Regions from separate parts of the Acanthopagrus latus genome. Here region 1 is linked to region 2. The links are chromatin contacts, called in public Hi-C maps. All regions are on one chromosome and are shown on one strand. The core of a region is the stretch at or near the end of the contact, and the rest is flanking DNA. Distances in the headings are between cores, read along the strand shown.

The links. A called contact is a pair of places that touch in the nucleus more often than the background predicts.
Region 1: a contact with region 2 is called in a Hi-C map of muscle, with 4 times the contacts expected there. The contact joins the promoter of LOC119019304 here to the promoter of gstt2 in region 2. A contact is called at or near these places in 2 of 4 Hi-C or Micro-C datasets (both in muscle).

What each region holds. Positions count from the first base shown.
Region 1 is chr5:31,338,286-31,344,425 of fAcaLat1.1, reverse strand. LOC119019304 (mucin-5AC-like) reads left to right here and starts at 2,668. Exons shown (of 12, transcript XM_037097761.1): 1 at 2,668-2,913; 2 at 5,263-5,521. The coding sequence starts at 2,668.
Region 2 is chr5:31,160,216-31,167,137 of fAcaLat1.1, reverse strand. gstt2 (glutathione S-transferase theta-2) reads right to left here and starts at 3,123. Exons shown (of 6, transcript XR_005074920.1): 1 at 2,875-3,123; 2 at 2,249-2,354; 3 at 1,807-1,957; 4 at 1,449-1,625; 5 at 939-1,358; 6 at 798-908. chek2 (serine/threonine-protein kinase Chk2) reads left to right here. Exons shown (of 15, transcript XM_037097199.1): 12 at 1-2; 13 at 76-161; 14 at 294-362; 15 at 460-656. The coding sequence ends at 576. LOC119019030 (WD repeat-containing protein 5-like) reads left to right here and starts at 6,281. Exons shown (of 14, transcript XM_037097207.1): 1 at 6,281-6,631. The coding sequence starts at 6,554.

The sequences.
Region 1 (6,140 bases), core at 1,419-3,918, 180 kb before region 2:
TGCGCTTTTGGAAGAATGGTCAAAAATTCCTATAAACACTCTCCTCAACCTTGTGGACAGTCTTCCCAGAAGAGTTGAAGCTGTAATAGCTGCAAAAGGTGGACCGACATCATATTGAATTCTATGAGTTAGGAATGGGATGGCACTAATGTTACACACACACACACACATGCAAACAAACACAGACACACACACACACAACACATGTTTATGGGTTTTCTGCCATTTTTCCTTTTTGTCTATCTATTTTGTTTTATTTAATGAATTGTATTTCCAGTGTATAATCCTTGAATCTTTGGCAATATTGTTCACCTGACATTCAAGCCAATAAAGCATACTGAATTGAAGTGAACTGAACTGAACTGAACTTAATTGAATTGAATTGAGAGGTAGAGCTGCAGTGGAGAGAGAGAGATAGAGAGAGAGAGAGAGAGAGAGAGAGAGAGAGAGAGAGCTACAGTACAGTGGAGAGAGAGAGAGAGAGAGAGAGAGAGAGGTAGAGCTACAGTACAGTGGAGAGAGAGAGAGAGAGAGAGAGAGAGAGAGAGGTAGCGAGGTGTTGAGCTCTGAGGTTTATCTAGAGGAGGAGAGCAGAGGAGATTAGAAAAGATAAAAAGAAGAACAGAAGAATAAGAAGAAGAGGAAGAAGAAGGACGATCAGCAATTTGTCATTTGTTTACTCATCAAGAATCAACCTAAAGGCAAACTGCAGACAGACAGGTGAGTAACTCACTGATAGACAGACAGGAAACAATACAACAGGTAACAGAAAGAGAGACAAGCAGAGAGACAGGTAGAAACAGAGATCAGAAACACCAGACAGAGAGTCACATAGAAACAGACAGGTAGGAACAGATATAGACAGACAGGTGGATATAGACGGACAGGTGTATTGTGTAAAAAGATAACAGAAAATGTGTTTGGCCACTTTATTATAAACACTTGTTCAGTTTGTTTCAGCTTCAGTGTCATAAAATGACTTTAAGGAAGACTTTATTGTCAGTCATGTATACAATGTTTGTGATGTTTATGATGATGTTACTTTTGTTTAATTACAACTGGACTTTAACATATTCAGGGGGTTCCTAATATTCTGACTACCGGATCTAAATGCCCTGAAAAGCTGTGAACAGACCGTCAGACTTACAGACAAACTGTACATGTGTTCCTCATAAAGTGGCCACTGAGTGTACGACACAGAGATAAAAGATGAGAAGCATGTGAGTGGTGGAGGTTGTTTGTGAGGTCAAACATTTTAATAAAGACGGAGAAGAAGAAGACAAGCAGCAAAGTCTCAGAGTCTCAGTTTAATCATATTTTCATCAAATCACACGCAAACAAACAACAAACAGACAGACAGACAGACAGACATCGAGAGAGACAAAGACAGACAGACATATATTATTATATTTGTAGCACAGTAATATATCACAATAGTATATCATAGTAATATACCACTGTAGTATATAACAGTAATATACCACTGTGGTATATCACAGTAATATATCATAGTACAGTGTTTCCCACAGTATTTTCTGAGACTATGGTGGTGGTGGTGGTTCAAGTCACCATTGAACAGACTCACAACAGTCAGTCATAGGCGACAGTTTTGTCATTTTGTAACTAATTCATGACTGCTTCGGAGCGGCACATAGACCCGCACACAGCGGGCTGCCACAGTCTCGTCAATTTATGGGAAATACTGATAGTAGTATATCACACTAACATGCCACAGTAGTATATCACACTAACATGTCACAGTAGTATATCACAGTAATATATAACAGTACTATAACACAATAGTATATCACAGTAATATATCAGATTAATATACCACTGTAGTATATAACAGCAATATATCACAATAATATATCACAGTAGTATATCACAGTAATATATCACAATAGTATATCATAGGAATATACCACTGTAGTATATCACAGTAGTATTTCACAGTAGTATATTATAGTGATATACCACTGTAGTATATCACAGTAATATATCACAATAGTATATCATAGTAATATACCACTATAGTATATCACAGTAGTATTTCACAGTAGTATATTATAGTGATATACCACTGTAGTATATCACAGTAATATATCACAATAGTATATCATAGTAATATACCACTATAGTATATCACAGTAGTATTTCACAGTAGTATATTATAGTGATATACCACTGTAGTATATCACAGTAATATATATATCACAGTAGCATATTATAGTGATATACCACTGTAGTATATCACAGTAATATATATATCACAGTAGCATATTATAGTGATATACCACTGTAGTATATCACAGTAATATATATATATCACAGTAGCATATTATAGTGATATACCACTGTAGTATATCACAGCAGTAAAAGCTCCAGTACCGATACTTAATAGATTTTATGGTGAGAGACAGAATATCATAACACAAAGAGACTGAAGGGACAGACGTTCTGGTTTCACTGGTTTCACTGATGTTTTTGTTGCAGCCTGTTGGTGGGTGGAGCATCTTCAGGATTATTTTCACCTGGTAACCATGACGATAAGAAGATAACCGGCTGGCCACCATGACAACCACCTGTTTGAATCCCAAGATAAAAATGTGTGAGGTACTTTTGACCTCCTGATGAACTTCCTGTCTGTCTGACACTCTGGCCACCATGTCTCATCTTCACCCCCATCTCCTCCTCCTCCTCCTCCTCCTCCTCCTCCTGCCTGTGTTTGGCCGGTGTCAGACTGGTGGTCAGTTTGATGTGTGTCGGTCACTGCGTGGCTCAGAGGCGGGGCCTGGATGGGAGTTTTATGCTTGTCAGCCTCCACCTGCCAACATGAAGGAGGTGATGCAGATCAGAGTTGACCCCCCCGGAATCACATGTGGAAACCCACCAGAGAGATTCTGCACACTGGTCAGTCATACACACCTGAACACACAAACACACCTGAACACTATAAACCAATAGCATGATTATGATAGAGATGTGTTTGGCTGGCTCACAGTAACACGTGAAGTTGACATGCTGACTGAAGGAAAGTCCACCTCAGCTGCTGCCCGTTGATTCCGTTCAACACACGTTGTCTCCAAAGTTGTTTCTGAGAGTTTGTTAGTACATCCATCCAGCCTCACAATCACAGACCACATGTAAACATGTCACTTGAGGATCACCACATTCACATCTGCCATTCTTCAACTTGTGAAAACAGCGAGCAGAAAAAAAAGTGTCGTGTTTATATTTGTGTTGAGTGTCGTTCAGGTGCAAACTTGTCCTCATCAAAGAATAAATGTGCCTGATAACTGACCTCAGTTTTAACTGATGACGGTCAGTCAGTGCCAGCAGATGATTCAGGCTGTTTAAAGAGTCCTGCAGGTTCAGCTGGAACAACTGAACACTTTCAGTACTAACGGACTCTAACAAATTCAACAGACTCTAATAGACTCTACCTATAATACCCATAATAAACACAGTGTGTAGGATTCAGAGTCAGAACAGATATCTCATGATTTATGGTCTCCAAACATAACTAACCCTATTACAATATATCTTATATTCAGGCCAATACTGTGATCTATTACACATAAAGAGATTAAAGTCTCTCCTGCCAATCATTCCAGGAACACACACACACACACATGCACACACACTTCCTGCTGTCTGTGTAATTGTTCCTTTGGGAAACCAAAGACATTTCTGAATTATTGATAAATGCAACAGATGTAATGAAGCAAAAATATAATGACAACAAAAAGTTTACATTTGACCCCATTTAAAGAGCAACTACACATCTTGTTGAACCTGAACATAAAACCATCAGTTTAATGATGCTGCATCTCTACGATCAGATGGAAAGTAATGATGGACTGGTTATAATAATCACTTTAATAATACAGTTTGACTGAATGTTAGAAACATTTACTTTGGATTCTTCACAAATGCATTTGGTGTAACAGGCTTGTTATAAGTTTAACTTACAGTTTGTTATAGTTATAGTCAATTTTTGTTATAGTCAGTTACAGTTATATTTAGTTACAGTTATAGCCAGTGACAGTTATTTACAGTTAGTTAACGTCAGTTACAGTCAGTTACAGTTAGTTATAGTTAGTTAGTTACAGTCAGTTACAGTTAGTTATAGATAGTTGCAGTTACAGTCAGTTACAGTGAGTTATAGTTAGTTAGAGTCAGTTACAGTTAGTTATAGATAGTTACAGTTACAGTCAGTTACAGTGAGTTATAGTTAGTTAGAGTCAGTTACAGTTAGTTATAGATAGTTACAGTTACAGTCAGTTACAGTGAGTTATAGATAGTTACAGTTACAGTCAGTTACAGTTAGTTACAGTCAGTTACAGTTAGTTATAGATAGTTACAGTTACAGTCAGTTACAGTTAGTTATAGATAGTTACAGTTACAGTCAGTTACAGTTAGTTACAGCCAGTTACAGTTAGTTATAGATAGTTACAGTTACAGTCAGTTACAGTTAGTTACAGTCAGTTACAGTTAGTTATAGATAGTTACAGTTACAGTCAGTGACAGTTAGTTACAGTCAGTTACAGTTAGTTATAGTTAGTCATAGTAATAGTCAGCTACAGTCAGTTACAATTACAGTCAGCTAGTTAAATGTTTAGGTGTAGATTAGTTGTACTATAGCAGCTGGCAGCTGCAGCTAAAGTCAAAAGATAAGCCTCTCACACACACTGATCAGATTAACTTCAGTGTTAATCCATCACACACTGCACAAGTATGTTAGTGGGACAGCCCCCCACCCCCCCTCTCTCTCTCGCTCTCTCTCTCCATTCAACTGTGTTGGATCATGTGGCTGAATACAGCAGGTGCTCCTCCTCATTCATCAGGTGCTCCACCTCATACAGCAGGAGCTCCAACATACAGTTGGTGCCCCACCTCACATATGCACTACATACAGCTTGTAAACCACAGAGATATAAAACATGGACACAGTCTCTGTGATGTCACCAGTAGGCTAATCTAAAACAGAGCAAAGAGGTAAAGTGTGGGTGGAGCTGAATCAATCTGAATTTTTTACTTTTTAACATGTGTTCTGTACAGCACTGTTGACACATTATAACACATAAGTATGTTCATAATTTGTTATAATGCATTATAGACGTGGGCCTCATAGAAAGTGTTAGGGACTGAACCACTGACATATTTCAACCATCAGAATATTGTAAAAGATCAAATAATCTCATACATTTTCCACTATGACTTTAAATAAACTGGATTCTGTTGTTTGCTGTTCTGCAGGAGAATCCATACCTGTGCAGCGATGAGTGTGATGCGTCCAGCCCAGACCTGTCTCACCCTCCACAGCTAATGGGAGACAGGGAGCGGGGAGGACTAATCACCTACTGGCAGACAGTCACATGGTCCAGGTATCCTGAGCCCCTATTGGCCAACATCACACTGTCCTGGAATAAGAGTCTGGAGGTCGTCGATGACATCATCGTCACCTTCGAGTATGGCCGACCAACGAGCATGGTGCTTGAGAAATCTCTGGACAAAGGTGATTTGTCAGTGGGGGGGCAGAAGGCTGAAAAGGGTCAGACTGTCAGGCTTGGGCAGAAAAGAGGACTCAGATGCAGGAATGGCAGAAGTAGTGTCAAGCTTTATTAATCTGAATTTGTAACTCTCCAGAATGAATGACAAATAAAACTCTATGAAACTCTGCGTGACGAACAAGACAAACAACATGAAACACAGAAAAACTGAAAGCGCTCCCGTAGGAGGAAAACCTGCACTATTCTTGAATATATACATAAATATCAAAGTTAACAAAATAAAAGATCTCCGAAGAGAAAGCTCAGAGGCTATGAAAATTATCTACTCTTTCTTAATAAAGTTAACCAACAAAAATTCACTCGTTACGAGGAAAAGAAAGGCTATCAAAACTCAAACTACAACTCAAAATGCTGACCAGAAATTACAAATCAAAATCACTCTTCTCGAGGATACAAAATACAGATAAATAAAACGTGAACAATACTTAACCTGAACGTGAAATAATTCCTCAACAAGACGTGGAACAAGGCTATGGTAAAGGCTTCGGTAGACGATATAAAGACGAAATACTTTGGCACAGAGACAGGGGAAGACACAGGGGGCGTGGTGTTAGGTACCATCTT
Region 2 (6,922 bases), core at 1,874-4,373:
AGGTACTACGGCAATACTACTGTGGTACTCATGTAATACTCGTACAGTTCTCAGTGTGTGTTTCCATGGTTACAGCAAAGGATGTGGTGAGGAAGCTGCTGGTTGTTGATCCCAGTAAGAGGATGACGATCGACGAGGCTCTGCAGCATCCCTGGCTACAGGTACCAGTCCTGCAGACTAACAAAACGTATCATCACTTTCCTGTCAGAATGATGGTGGAAACTGTTTGATGATGTCATCTGTGGCCTGATGATGTCATAGTGCTGTCATCAGAATGACTGTGATGTGTTCAGGATCAGGTGATGGTGCGGACAGCTCACAGACTGATGTACCATGATGATGATGATGATGATGCTGTCATGGTAACCACATCCACACACACTCATTCACTCAATTGTTGTGTCAGTGAAATAACCCCTCCCCTGAATTAATAACTCCGCCCACATCCCCTCCACTCAGCAAGTGGCGGGACCAGCAGCAGCTGGAGGTGTCGGGCGGAAACGAAGACGAGTCGAGGAAGAGGTTGAGGACCATCCGGCCAAACGGAGCCAAGCCCCGCCCCCTGCCCCACTGTAGAAGGCCAATTGGATCCACACTAGCTCACTACTGCAAAACTGTAAATAAGTTTATTTTCTAATAAAGTTTTTTATTTTTAACCGTCTTGCTTCAATTAGTCGACGATAAGATGGAACTGAAACAAACTTAAAAACCAGAACATCAGCTCAGAGTTCCTGTTAACATGGTGACAAGAAGGTGACAGAGACAAATCAATGAATCAATAAATAACTGACAAAAAATAACTTTGATTCTCTTCATTACAAACATGATTTTAAATATTTACAAACAAACTGATGATTATTTAGAAACACGTCAGTCACTCGTCTGCCCCTCACCTGTCTGCCCCTCACCTGTCTGCCCCTCACCTGTCTGCCCCTCACTCGTCTGTCTCTCAGCATAAGGCACAATTCACTGTCAGGACTTTTTTTATTTCTCACGCTGAGCGTAACCAGAATTGAAACACATAAATCATCAGTGATTCCAAACAGTTAGTTTGTTTGTGACTAATCAGTCATATTATTGATCTATGTTTTAATTAAACAGTAGGGCAGACACTCAGACACCTGTTCATCAGCTCAGTTTCTCTTGATGGTGATTGGCTCCTCCCTCGGTCAGGCAGCAGGTGTCTGTTGGCTCCGCCCACATGTGTGATGTCACAGCTTGGCTTTGCGGCGGTCTCTCAGGGCATACAGGACGGCGTGCGCCTGGTCGAAGGACTCGCCAACAGCAGACTGAACTCTGCTCCTCCAGCGCTGCAGCTGAGGACGATCCTTCAGGATGTCTCTGTCCCCGCCCATCGGCTGCAGAGACATACTGAGCATGCTCAGAACCAGCAACCAATAACTGAGCACCACAGCTGATCAATTTGTAAACCAATTGGAGTGGCTGACCTGCATGACCTCACAGACCGCAAGCAGGTCTGCCACAGTGATGTCATCGCCGCACAAAAAGGGCTGTCTGCGGAGGAACATGGACTCCAGTTTGTCTAGAGTCTCATCAAGCTGAGACAGAGCGCGAATCAAACGCCCCTCGTCCACCGGGGAGCCGGTCTGAGCTGGGAGAAGCACCTGAGACAGACAGGTGGAGATGGAGACAGACAGGTGTGACTGAAGAGGAATAACTTTAAATTTAGATGGATAGATAACTTTATTAATAGATTATCATAGCAGCAACATTCAAATATAAATACAATCAAAATACAAAGTCAGATAGAGACAGTAACAAACTTAAGTATTTGTGTGTGTGTACCTCTAGTATGAACACTTTAGCAGCGTGTGGCCGTGTGTTGTTGTGATGCCAGGCTGTGTATTCGTCCACTCTGGCTCGTTTCTCTGGTTGCCGTGGATACCAGTGCTCCAGGACCTTGTACTTAGCTGCCAGGTACTTCAGGATGGCGTCACTGTCACACACACACACACTTTGACCACACTGTGAGTGTGTGTGTGTACCTGTGTGTGTGTGTGTGTGTACCTGTGTGTGTGTGTGTGCGTGTACCTGTGTGTGTGTGTGTGTGTGCGTGTACCTGTGTGCGTGTGTGTGTACCTGTGTGCGTGTGCGTGTACCTGTGTGTGTGTGTGTGTGTGTACCTGTGCGTGTGTGTGTACCTGTGCGTGTGTGTGTACCTGTGTGTGTGTGTGTGTGTGCGTGTGTGTGTACCTGTGCGTGTGTGTGTACCTGTGTGTGTGTGTACCTGTGTGTGTGTGTGTACCTCTCTGTGAGAACGAAGCCGTTGTCCTCCATCACAGGAACTCTGTTCATGGGGTTCAGCTTGGTGAATTCTGGGGTCCTGTTCTCTCCTGCACACAGTGAAGATCAGGTCGAATCAAAATACGTTCAGAAATCACGCAGTTTAATGTTCCCTGCGTGCTGTTCAGCAGCCACACTGACAAACTCACTTTATAAAGAGAAACTTCAGCTTAACACAGATCCCGATAGAAACGGCCATTTTAATGTAACTGAACGCTTCTTGTGTTTATTTGATGAGTGAACTCATCAGAAGAACATCGTGACGTGTATGACACGTTTGTATAACTCTTAAAGAAAGTTTAAAACGGTCACAAACTGAATGAAGACCGGTGAGCAGCGATAAGAGCTGATATGTGGGTCGAAGTTCACCAGGGCGGAGGGTAGAAACAGCGAAGACTACTGACTGACCTCAGCACGGTTAGTTAACCAGCCAGTTAGTCTGTTAGTTAACCAGCTAGTTAGTCTGTTGGTTAACCAGCCAGTTAGTCTGTTGGTTAACCAGCCAGTTAGTCTGTTAGTTAACCAGCCAGTTAGTCTGTTGGTTAACCAGCCAGCCTGCCAGCAGCTCACCTTTCCTCAGAGCCACGGTTCGGACGGTGTGCGGGATCTTGTTGCAGTTCAGCAGGATGTGCACCGCCCGGCACGGCTGCGACAGCAGGTCCAGGTACACCTGCACTACCCTGCGGGTTGCCATGGAGACAGAAATCGTTTTTAACTGTACACTAACGGCAGACCGAGATACGGCTGTCCTCCTCCTACTCCCGCTTCAGGTTCTTCTCCTTCTTCTTCTGGGTTTTACAGCAGCTGGCATCCAAAAGTTGCATTGCTGCCATCTATGGGACTAACACCGTAGTGCACTATATCCTGCTACACAGACCAGTGAGAGAAACAGCGTTTTCCCCTCCCGCTTGACTTCTAAAATACTTTTCAGAGATACTTCTTCCAATCCAATTTCTCGCAGTTCTCTGAGTAGTTCTTGTCTTTGGCGGTCATAATTTCTACAGGAAATCAAAGCAAGTTACACTGTCTCAGGTTCCTGACAGAAACACAAGCCACTCTGGTGTTTTCCTTAAATAAATGAAGCGCTGTTCAGAAACGTGTGACCAATCCTCATTCTAAAATAATATCTTCTTCCTTACATCTAATCCCCCTCTTTAACAAACGTTAAGTGAGCCACTTACTCTACCAGATATTGAGAATAGGTGCCTTCCTTTGTTTTCTTGCTCCCAGAGCTGAATTGTGTGTGTGTGTGTGTGTGTGTGTGTGTGTGTGTGTGTGTGTGTGTGTTTGTTTGTTTATTTCCTGCCACACAATACTTTTACCGTCCACCTTTGATAGATTTATGTTGACATCTATGATTTCCTTTTGAGCAGCTTCCTTGGCCAACTTATCAACCTTTTCATTTGTTGCAATACGTACACGAGCTGGGACCCATACAGATGATATTTCTACCTCTCTGCTTTTCAGCATCTCTGCCAGAAGAATATCATATACAAGGTCTTGTAGACTCTTTGATGATCCTTTCCCAATACTATTGATAGCTGTCACTACATACAGTATCAACCCTTTATGGTTCTGGATCTGCTCAGTCCATTGCACTGCCATCAGGATTGCATATACTTCCACTGTGAAACACACTTATTATTATAAGCTCCCAATAAATAAATAACTTAATAAATGAAAACAAGCAAACAAAACAAATAAAAATAAATAAAATGATAATAATGATACAAACTAAATTATATTTATTTTATATCTTATGATTTAAACTTGCATCTGTCAGAACTATGAGCCTTGTAGAATCACTCATCTCTGCCCTCGTTCATATATTCATATATTCTACTACGTAGTTCATATGCTTTACATCATATTTGCTTCATATTTCATGACAACATGTTCAACATGTTCAGAACCTGACAGACATCACGCTCCTCTGACATTAAATAAAGGCATGATTTGAATCCTGTATGTCTGAGCCAAATGTGCTGATCACATAAATTAACAGTTTCTGTCTTAATTATAACATTAATAATGAGCTAATGAGCTGTTTGCCTTCAGGCTCATGAGGAGCCTCCACCAATCAGACGCCGGCTGCGTTCAGGTCGAGGACGCAGCGCTCTGTGTTCACTGTCTTCATCATGTCGTCCTCTCAGCTGCTCCTCTGCTGTCTCACTGCTCTGTCTCTCATCCGTCTGCAAGGTAAGACAGGTGCACACACACACGCACACACACGCACACACACATACACACACACATGCATACACCTCATATTATCTGTAACGTGTCAGAAACAGTTTCTATAATTAAAGTCCTCATCAGTAATCAATAATAATGATCAGAAGTTTGATGTTTGATGAGCGCCGTCTGTTCTCACTGTTTAGTTTAGTTGAAAGTGATGACGAAGATGAAGAAGATGAAGATGTGATTGATTAATAGTTGAGTGTAAGAGCTGCTGTCAGATGATTAGTCAGTTATCAATGATCACTAAAGGTATTGATGGATGTGTTTGTACGGAGTGTGTTTGTACAGACTGTGTGTGTGTGTGTGTGTGTGTGTGTGTGTGTGTGTGTGTGTGTGTGTGTGTGTTCTTGGTCTAGAGGTTTATTTTTAATGTGTGACCTGCAGGTGTTCTCAGTTAAATGTTAATGTGATTCAGTGTTAGCATGAGCAGCTAACAGTGCTGACCTCTGACCTTTAAGACCTGAGTGACACTAAAGCTTTCAGTCAGCTTCAACACACTGATGCACATTAAACAGCAGGTCATGTGACCTGAATGACATCATGTAACCTGAGCAGGTTTATACAGACACATTATTTATCTTTAAAGTGTGTGTGTGTGTGTGTGTGCCTGTGCCAGGAGGCTGTCTCCAGTGTTTTGGTTGTAATGTAGGCAGTGGGCGTGGCCAGGGGCGGGGCTACGTGGAGCTGGGCTGCAGCCAACCAGAAATCATCAACTGCAGTGGAACAGAGAGAGGATTCAAACTGAGAGCCTGTCTCACCACATACAGCAGTCAGTACCTGTCTGATTGTCTGTCTGATTGTGTGTTTGTCATACTGTGTCTGTCTCCTAACACTACATTACCCATGAGCCTCAGGAGTAATGTAGCGAGTGTTCACAGCTTCAGTGTTCATGTGAAGTTCTTTGATTGCTGGTGAAGAGCACCCTGAGAGTCATAGCTGACTTCATGTAGTTCAGACTTTTTATTTTCTATTATCACAAACTGTCAGAATCAAGAAGCTGAACTGTGTGTGTGTGTGTGTGTGTGTGTGTGTGTGTGTGTGCAGAGTCTCTGGACCTGGTCTTGTCTCGAGGTTGTGCGACATCTCGTCATTGTCAGCAGACGGAGCTTCCTGGAGTCTCGATCGCCTGCTGTGATTGGTCGCTGTGTAATGGTGGGTGGCGGTGGACGGGGTCAATCGCTGCCGTCATCATCAGCTTCATCACGAGTTGCTGGAGTCCAAAGCTCAATAACAACTGATCCCTGATCAGCACCAGACCACTGAATGACAACATTACACACTGAGCATGTGCATCCACTGTCCTCTCTTCACCAAGTGCTCTCACATCCACCTGAGGAGGAGGAGGAGGAGGAGGAGACACCTCAGTTCAGCATCACATCATAGCCAGTCAGGGCCCAGTGTGACGCTGACACAGTGACACGTTGGTTCTGTCCCTGCTGTAGTAGTAATAATAATAATAATAATAATAATAATAATAATAATAATAATAATAATAATGATAATAAGATGGTTGTGATTGGTTGCTGTGTGTCACGTGTTAATGTGTTTGTTTGACACTGTGTGATCATATGTGACAAACTGATCAGAGTGACGTCATGTTCCACACTGTGAGTAATACACATTTATATTTATAACAGCTGTTATTTCCTCCATTTCTGTATATTTATTTTGGCCTTCTTCGCTCGCCGTATGGCTAACGATCTATCACGCATGCGTGGTAGCAACTACGTACTGTTCAGCACATTCTGGCTGAAGCTAAGCTAACAGGATGTTCTATCTGCTGCTGTAACAATCCAGTCCAGCACTGAGTGGTCTCTGTTCAGACTCGGTACACACTCGGTTCCGGACGTTCACACAAACCGGTTCTGACCCGAAGCTCGCGCTGACAGCAGAGGCTACAGTTAACGCTGTTAGCATTGGCAGCTAGCTTTATCTTCAGTCCTGCAGCAGAGAATCATAACAGAGCTAACAGAGGCTAGCGCTGGCTAGCAGCTGAGTGCTCGACAACATGGCGACAGAGGAGAAGAAACCGGAGACAGAGAATATCAAGCCGCCTCCGTCCTCCTCCTCCGGGTCTGGGAGCAAGGTGAGTCCACCGGCAGCAAGGTGAGTCCACCGGGACAGTCCGGGAAGCTATCAATAAGCTAACAGTTAGCCCAGACCAGTGTCTCATCACAGTGTTTATGTGCATCACGCAGCTTCATCAGTCTATACCTGATCTATAATCAATATCAGCAGTAAACAGCGGCCATTTCTCGGTATTGATTGATCACGTGATCACCTCCAGCTTCAGTTCTGCTTTAACAAAAGTCAAGTTAAACTCGGTATTAATCATTAAATATGTTCCCCTGCTATTATTATTATTATTATTACAGTT